Regions from separate parts of the Mus musculus genome. Here region 2 is linked to region 1. The links are chromatin contacts, called in public promoter capture Hi-C maps. All regions are on one chromosome and are shown on one strand. Each heading gives the region's core, a stretch centred on a gene start, on an enhancer-like site or on the middle of the called end of the contact. The rest is flanking DNA. Distances are from core to core; before and after follow the strand shown.

The links. Promoter capture Hi-C pulls out the DNA fragments that hold promoters and counts their contacts.
Region 2: a promoter capture Hi-C map of pre-B cells shows a contact between it and region 1. The contact joins the promoter of Cnot1 here to the promoter of Cyld in region 1. A contact is called at or near these places in 1 of 39 promoter capture datasets (pre-B cells) and 1 of 484 Hi-C or Micro-C datasets (B cells).

Annotation. Positions count from the first base shown.
Region 1 is chr8:88,695,628-88,699,562 of GRCm38.p6, reverse strand. Cyld (CYLD lysine 63 deubiquitinase) reads right to left here and starts at 2,535. Exons shown (of 17, transcript NM_173369.3): 1 at 2,464-2,535.
Region 2 is chr8:95,806,105-95,809,792 of GRCm38.p6, reverse strand. It overlaps Cnot1 (CCR4-NOT transcription complex, subunit 1), which reads left to right and starts at 2,348. Exons shown (of 49, transcript NM_001372353.1): 1 at 2,348-2,460. It overlaps 4930513N10Rik (RIKEN cDNA 4930513N10 gene), which reads right to left and starts at 2,963. Exons shown (of 4, transcript NR_015574.3): 1 at 613-2,963.

The sequences.
Region 1 (3,935 bases), core at 1,286-3,785:
ATGAGGGTTAAAAAAATAAATGTTGAACAATTTCCAGTGAATGAAATGATAAGATGAACAGGATGCAAGTCCTACAACAAATATTAATGATCAGAATTACCAGGTTTTAAGAATCACAATATGAATGGTCACCAGCTACATAAAAGCGATAATGTAATTTTTCTAGACTAAAACATCTGGATGCTCAAGTGATCAAGATGTACCATCCCCAAGACACTCACAAAGACAGGTGTAATTCAATCACATCTGGCTCTTCTGAGGTAGCCTCCTTGTTCTAAAACACCACAGAAAGCTTTCTAAATCACAATAGAAATTACAATACTAAATACTGCTCAAATCACAAATGGTAAAGAGGTAAGCAGGCTGGCATGGATATGCAAGAAAAGAGCCACATCTTCTCCAAATGCTTTCAGTCAGTTAGAATGACTAACTTAAGAAAAAACAACTCTTACTAAAAGAACAAGTCATTACATGCCTAAACAGTAAATAGAAATACAGAGATTTCAAGACCAGAATAATTTGTGACACGAGGATACAGTCACAAAACCAAGTGGGACTTAAAAGGTTTATTTAATAAAAAAGTCTGGAAAAAAAAAAAAAGTCTGGCTCTTGCATCTGCAGTCACATCAGGAAGACAGGAACAATGCTGTCTCTTGTGAGTTAAACCTAACCACTGGGCTCTAAAAATGTGACTTCCCCACTCCTTGTCTTTCCAGGGACTAGACCAGAAAACTTGATTAGCTTAGATTGTAATGGTGGAAGCCAAAATGCTATTTCCTTGTCCTATTTAAGTGACCAGAAGTTTCTACTATGTTAAAAATAAGAGTCAAGAAATAGAGAAACATGATGTTTGCCTAAAATATCATTAATTCTCTGGGGAAAAAAATCACAATCAATTTTATACTATGCTACTATCCATATAAGTAGAAACAAGTAAGGTGAAATGTCACAATTATGAAACCAGGTTGTTTGGAGCTTCATTTGAAACTAAAAATGTAAGATGACAGTATAAACACCAGGAGCAAAACACTAAGTATAGATTGATGGGCAGGATAATTACTGCTCTTTCTTCATGTATTAAAGACTTCCTTAAATCACTTAACCACAGTTTAGGTATCTTCTGTTTAATATGTCATTTTTACATAACAAGTTCCTGGTCTTATCAGCTCATCTCAAAAGTTTCCAGTCCAAACAAGGCTTTTTTTTTTTTTTTTAAAGAATACCTTAAAATTTTGCAGCAGAACATTAGAGAATGTTCTGGGTACTGTCAACATTCAAATTACATGAACTTCACTAAGAATTTCCAGCAAATCACTTTCCTTCAATACTGTTCTAGTGCAAATCCACCCACTACCCAGCGGGGAGCAGCAGGCTAAATTCTTGGGGCCATTCAACCTACTTGAGGTATGAGGGGGTGTGCAAGAGACTGATGTTTGAATGCACGCCCTCTTGATGCCTGCATTCTTCTCTGGAGCCAATGATTACAAAAATGAGCAATCTTATTAGGAATCCCTGATTAGCCCCAACACAGACACACACAGACACACACACACACACACACACACACACCACAGCAAGGTATGAATGAATGCTCCTCTAAGGAGACAACTTTCCAGGGAAAATCAAAAAGAGGAAGGTGGCGGGGATAGTGGGGGTTGGGAGATTGCAAGGCTTGGTGGCTAGAGGATGACAAACCCCTAAAACATGCAAATGCCAAGGGGTGGAATAGAAAAAGATGCCAAGGACATGAATAACCTGGCAGCTGACCCAGATGAACTCAGTTCCAGACCATGATCATTCGCGACTTGGCGGTCTCCTCCAAGGCTGACCATAATAATAAAAGGAAAAACAAGGTACCTGTCTCAACAGGATGCACCTTCCAACTACACAACTGTGCAAAACCATCCTCTCTCCTCCCCCCTCCCTCCAGACCAGAGAAACTGAAAGAAAAAGCAGAACACGCCATTAGCGAGGCCAGACTGCTCTTCCGGGAGCGGAGCCACCAACACCCCACAAAACAGCACAGACGTGAGGTACCATAACCCGAGATTCTCCCTGCCTCCTGCAGCCGTTGGGAGCCAGGCAGGGTCCCGGCCTCAGTTTCCCCATCTGTCCACGACGGCGGGCCAGAGAGAAAGACGGAGTCCTGCACTGCTCCTACCCAAGCCCTGTGGTGCAGGAGTCCCGCGAGTCGGGAGCCCTCGGGCAGGCTGGAGGTGACAACCGCGGTTGACGTCAGAAGCTCGTCGGCCCGGGGCAGCTAACGGGCGGGCGCTGAGGCCCGACGGTCGCCTCCGCGCTTCAGGGCGCCTGAGGCAGAGCAGGAACACTGGGGACCTAGCGTCAGCCGCGCGGCCGCGCACACTCACCCGCCTCGGCCGCCGCTCAGCGCCGCAGCCCCGGGCTTCAGAACCAGCGTCCCGGGCCGGCCGGGCGCCCCACACCCACCACCCCAGTATTTACCTCAGGCGCGCGGGCCCCCGCGCAGCCGAACCTGCTACCTGGGCCCGCCCCCACCTGCCCCGCCTCCGAACTGCCCGCGGGGAGGGAGGAGCGGAGGCGGAGAGGGTAGATGCCGCGCTAGCCAATCGTATTCAGAGATCCGACCCTGCGTGCGCTCTGATTGGGTTTTCTTGTAACAGACCTTCCTCCAATGGCTGCTGGCAGGGTGCTGGCTGAAGGGACTTTCCGCTCGGTCAAGCTCGGTGGAGGCAAAGGGAAAGCGAAGGGGCGGGGCAGAGGAGAAAGGGTGGGGGCGAGGAGCGATGGCTGATTGGGCGAAAGGCCGCCAGTGTCATGTCACCATTGGCTGAAACCACGCCTGGGCGGGGCGCTGTGCTCTTAGCTCCACCCTCCTTGCGCGGGTCTTGTCTCTTGGCTTAGCTGTCAAAACTAGGGTGGGAAGCGATCCAGAGAAGAACTGAGAATAATTTTCAGAATTCCATTGAAAGAACAAAGCTTAGAATTACACCTAGAGTCAATGTTTTCTTTCTCAGTTTGTCAACATGTAACACGGGGAACTCCCAACCATCCTAAGCCTCAATTTCCTCGTCTGTAGAACGGAGGTGTTAGTACCACCTGTTTTACCGGATTATTGTGAAATGCTATATAGTATCTCCTAACAGTAGACTCTGTACAAACTGAAGCTCTTTCTGTCCTCAGATGGCGTCTGGGACACCTGCTGTTTTTTTAAACTTCTGTGGCCATCCTCTCCAAGGGTGGAGAGAGTCTCCTAAGGATAAAGAAAGGCTTTCCACCCTCTACCTTACCCGGGACTGCATCCCTGGCCACCAGCCAGAATTAAGGGTATAATGAAGGATCTTTCAATTAGACGGAAGGATTCTGACTCCCAAAAGTGTTCAAAATATTTAAAGAAACTCTTTTTATAATCAGCCCCAGAGCCTGGCAGCACATGACTTGCTTCACTGGATAGTTCTCTTAATTAATTCCTTCTCCTTTGACATTTTAACTACTAATTATGGGAGAAGGTGATTAATACTGAGAAGGAGGGGTGTGTGTGTGTGTGTGTGTGTGTGTGTGTGTGTGTGTGTGTGTGTGTGTGTTTAATCATGACACAAATTTCCCCAGTGAAGACTACCATGTTTCTGAAAATCCAAACAATGAAAACCACTAACACAGAAGCAGACAGACACATGGGTGATTGCTAACAGTATTAACTCACAACTCCTCTCCCTGCTGAAATCAACCATGATGAAATTGGTATCTTCTGAAAACTGAAGCCTCAACTCTTTCCTGTCTTTCACTGGTATACATATATCCTGTTCCCAATTTCCCAAGCTCTAGCCACATGATATAAATCAATAGTGACACACAGTGGCCTTAGACAACAACATTCCCCTATAGATCTGGATTCTCCCATGACACTGGCATGATTCAGAGATCCAATCTGGCTGTGTGGGAGAACATTTTGCTTG
Region 2 (3,688 bases), core at 1,099-3,598, 7.1 Mb before region 1:
AACTGTCAGCAGTTAAGAGCACTGACTGCTTTTCTAGGGGTCCTGAGTTCAAGTCCCAGCAACCACATGTTAGCTTACAACCATCTGTAATGGGATTGGGTGCACCTTTTCTGGTGTGTCTGAAGACAGCTACACTTCCATATACATAAAATAAATAAACCTTTTAAATTTTTAAGAAATTTTTTTTTTTTTTTTTTACTTTTAACACCAAGTTCTTCTGTTGTATTTTACTTTAGCCCCGGGATATTTTGTGAAAGTCGGACAGGGAGGGTGGGAAGAAGGCTGAGAATCAGCCAGGTGAGCTCGTCTGCTCGTTAGGACATCCTGTTCTTAAGGATGTTTGAAAGCAAACATTCGTAATTGCTGAGTTAGAAGGTGACCCTTCTAGATCCTTTATGAAGGTCTTCTCAGCCATTTTAGGAAAGACAAGAACCACCCAGCCTAGATACACAGTCAAAGGACTTTGACCTTTAGGGCATTGTGAAAATCCTGGCTCAGTTTTTATGGCTGTCAGATTTTAGTAGTGATGTATAACCTCCGAGGAGAGATGGGCAGTGAGCTTAAGAATCTCCTCTAGGAGGCCCCGTTTATATCAGCTTTATTTCAGCTTACCTTCAGTTTGGGGGCAATTGAAGCTTGAACTAAACTGGTTGTAGAATTACAGAATTGATCTTGGGTAGTTGACTTGTATGTCCCCCTCCCCCTTCTCCAGAACAGTCTCAGTTCATCTTTGTCTCTCTTCTTCTTTAACAACAAAAGAAAACAAAACCCACAAAACGAAACAACCCCCATATTGCTAAATTGCACAAATAAAACATTGATAAAAAAAGTTCAAGATGGGGGCTGGAGAGGAGCTGTTTTTGCAGAGGTGCAGGGGTGGGTTTCCAGCACTCATAGAGCAGCTTACAACTTTACTGCTGAGACTCTCATCTCAGTCCCGGGGCATCCAATGCCTTCCTGGGTACCAGGTCCACACTCTCTAGGTGAACATATATATAGGCAAGCACTCAGACACTTTTTTTTTTTCATCTAGGGGTTGGAAAGATGGCACAGAGATTACAAGAGCTGGCTGCTTTTCCAGAGGACCCACCCAGTGGCTCACAACCGTTCACTTCCAGAGGGACGGGCATCCTCTTCTGACCTCTGAGGACATTGTACATGCATGGTGCATAGATTTACATGCAAGCAAACGCCTGTACACGTAAAATAAGTAATAAAAGTCTTTAACACATCTCTTTAAAGTTCAAATAGTACTGGTATGAGAGGTTACGTCTATTATCATCTCAGTATTTTGGAAGATTGCAAGGAGCTCAAGGTCAATTTATGCTTCTTAGTATGTTTCAGGCCAGCCTGGACTACAGTTGGGTTAACTGAAAGAGACCTTGTTTCAAAACTCAAACAAAAAGTCTAAAAGATAGGAGGACACAGTGGATAACGTAGCCTTTTATCCAAGAAGCAAAAGGCATTGGCATCCTTGAGAATAGCCAAGAGCAGGAGGAGAACTTCTGTTTCTATATCTCTGCAAAGCGTCCCTGCTTCAAAAGACAAATGGAAAACAAACTTTAAAAGAGCCAGGATTAGGTGGGCATCTGGGAGACTACATTCTCCAGCATGCATTGCTGCTCTAGGGCGCAGACAGTGATGGAAGAGACCACGTTACTTTTGCGACAGGAATAGGCGGGGCGTGCGACTACATAACCCAGGATGCAAAGGACCTCAACTTTGCCCCGCGTCTGACGCCTTCTGATGACTGGTGCTCCTTGCTAAAGAGATCCGAGGGGTGGACAATGCTTCCGCTGGGAACCCGCACAGCCTCTCGGACCGTGACATTTCGAAAGACGAAGGAAAGTAGACGAGCATCACCCTGTCTCTAAGTTAGAGTAGTTTGTGCGCAGGGTGGCAATGCATTAACGAGCTCCCTTCCGTATTTTTTTGTTTCCCGGAGGCAATGACCAGCCAGTCCCCATAGGTCGAACACCTCGAAGGCTTATGTCTTCGAGTCCCAAATCGAAGTTCCCAACGTCTAACCATTGGCTTACACCCGGGTGCGCAGGCGCCCAGACTCGGACCCAGTCCCAGGGCTGATGAGCGGCAATTGGCCTGAGCCCCGCAAACTAGGAGTCTGGATTGGTGGTTGCTAGCAGGAGCCTGGTTTCTTCCTCGACTTCTGCGAGTGATTAGTGTGTGATTGGTTTAAATCCGCGGGTACCCATCGGCGATTGGACCGCCGTTGCGGTCAGCGCGCGGCCATTGGCTGGGCGCTAGGGCCATCCCTCCGCCAAAGCGGGCAGCGAATGGTGAAATGGGAACTGGGAGGGGAAAGGCCGCGACGTGAGCGCGCGACCTCGGGCGCCATTTTGTCGAGAAAACAAGCGGAGTTAACCGAAGAGGGGGGTCGAGGAGAGCCGGAGTCGAGGACCCAGGAGTTTCCTGTGTCCAGCGCTGCGGGAGCCGACTGAGGTGAGGCGGGCTGGGGCTGCGGTTGGAGGTGGCGGAGGCTGGGAGTGTCAAGCTCGGGACGCGGGTCCGGGTGGGAGCGGTACCGGGGGTGGGGTGGACTGGGGACCCTGGAAGCCTTTTCCCGGGGCGTCGGGACTCGGGCAGGCGAGCCGGAGACGTGGAGCCAAGGCGGGAGGGGACGGACTCGGCCCGCTCGCGGCGGCTTTGCTCTCTTGGAGAAGGGAGACCGGGGGCTCACGTTCCTGGATTCGGAGCGCCCGGGCGCGGGTGAGCAGCTCCGGAGCGGCTCGGCCTGGAGGCCTTGCCTGGAGGCTTCGAGGATGGCGGCGGCGGAGGTGGCAGTTCGGATCCCAGGGCCTCGGCTCGCCGCGCGCGCAGGGCTGCAGCCTCCTCGGAGCGCACGAGCTCCTCAACTGTCCCTTTCCTCCCGGGCTCCCGGATGGGGGGCTATGGGCGCGGGCGCCCGCGGCCTACCTAGGTTCCTCGCTGGGCGGGCGGGCCAGGGGGCGGGTTTGGAGTTGCTGCCGATTCGTAGCGCTTTCCGGGGACTCCCTCCCCTCCTGCGCCCCCCAGCACGTTGTCAAGCCCCTCGCTTTTGGCTGCTTGGCGGTGGGAGGGGCGGGCGGGCGGGAGTGAGCACTTCCGTGTTACCCTTCTCGCTACAGGTTTTTTGTTCCACTCGCGCGCCCCGGCGCTCGCACTTTCTAACAAGTCGATAGCCCCCCAACTTAAGTCACCTAGGTCCCTGTGCGGTTGGTAGTGTTGGTTCTGCCTGTCCCAACGCCCCCAACCCTCCAACCGGCAACTACCGGCAGATGCCCACCAGTGAGCAGAATGCTTGTGGGTCTTGATTTGGTGCAGATCTTGGAGAGATCTTAGGTTAAGCCTAAGGCTAATAAGCAAACACATTTGGCCATGCCACCAGGTCCGGGAGGGAGCTCACCCACCTGTGCTCACAGACATTACTTGCAGGAGGAGTGCTTTGTAGGTTTTGAAAAGAAGTGCTTTTCAAAGTGTTGTATGGAAAATTAAGCTTCATGAGAGGTAAACGTTCCCCAGAAGTCACCTCGACAAATATTACAGTCCCACCTTCCGTGGACATTTAATCCAGGCAGGCCTTGTATCAGTGAGCTCTAGCCCCAGATGTCGAGTTTCTTTGGGGCCTATATACTTCTTTTTCCTCTCTATTCAAAACCGAGTAACAGTACTTGAGTTTTCCGGTTTTGTT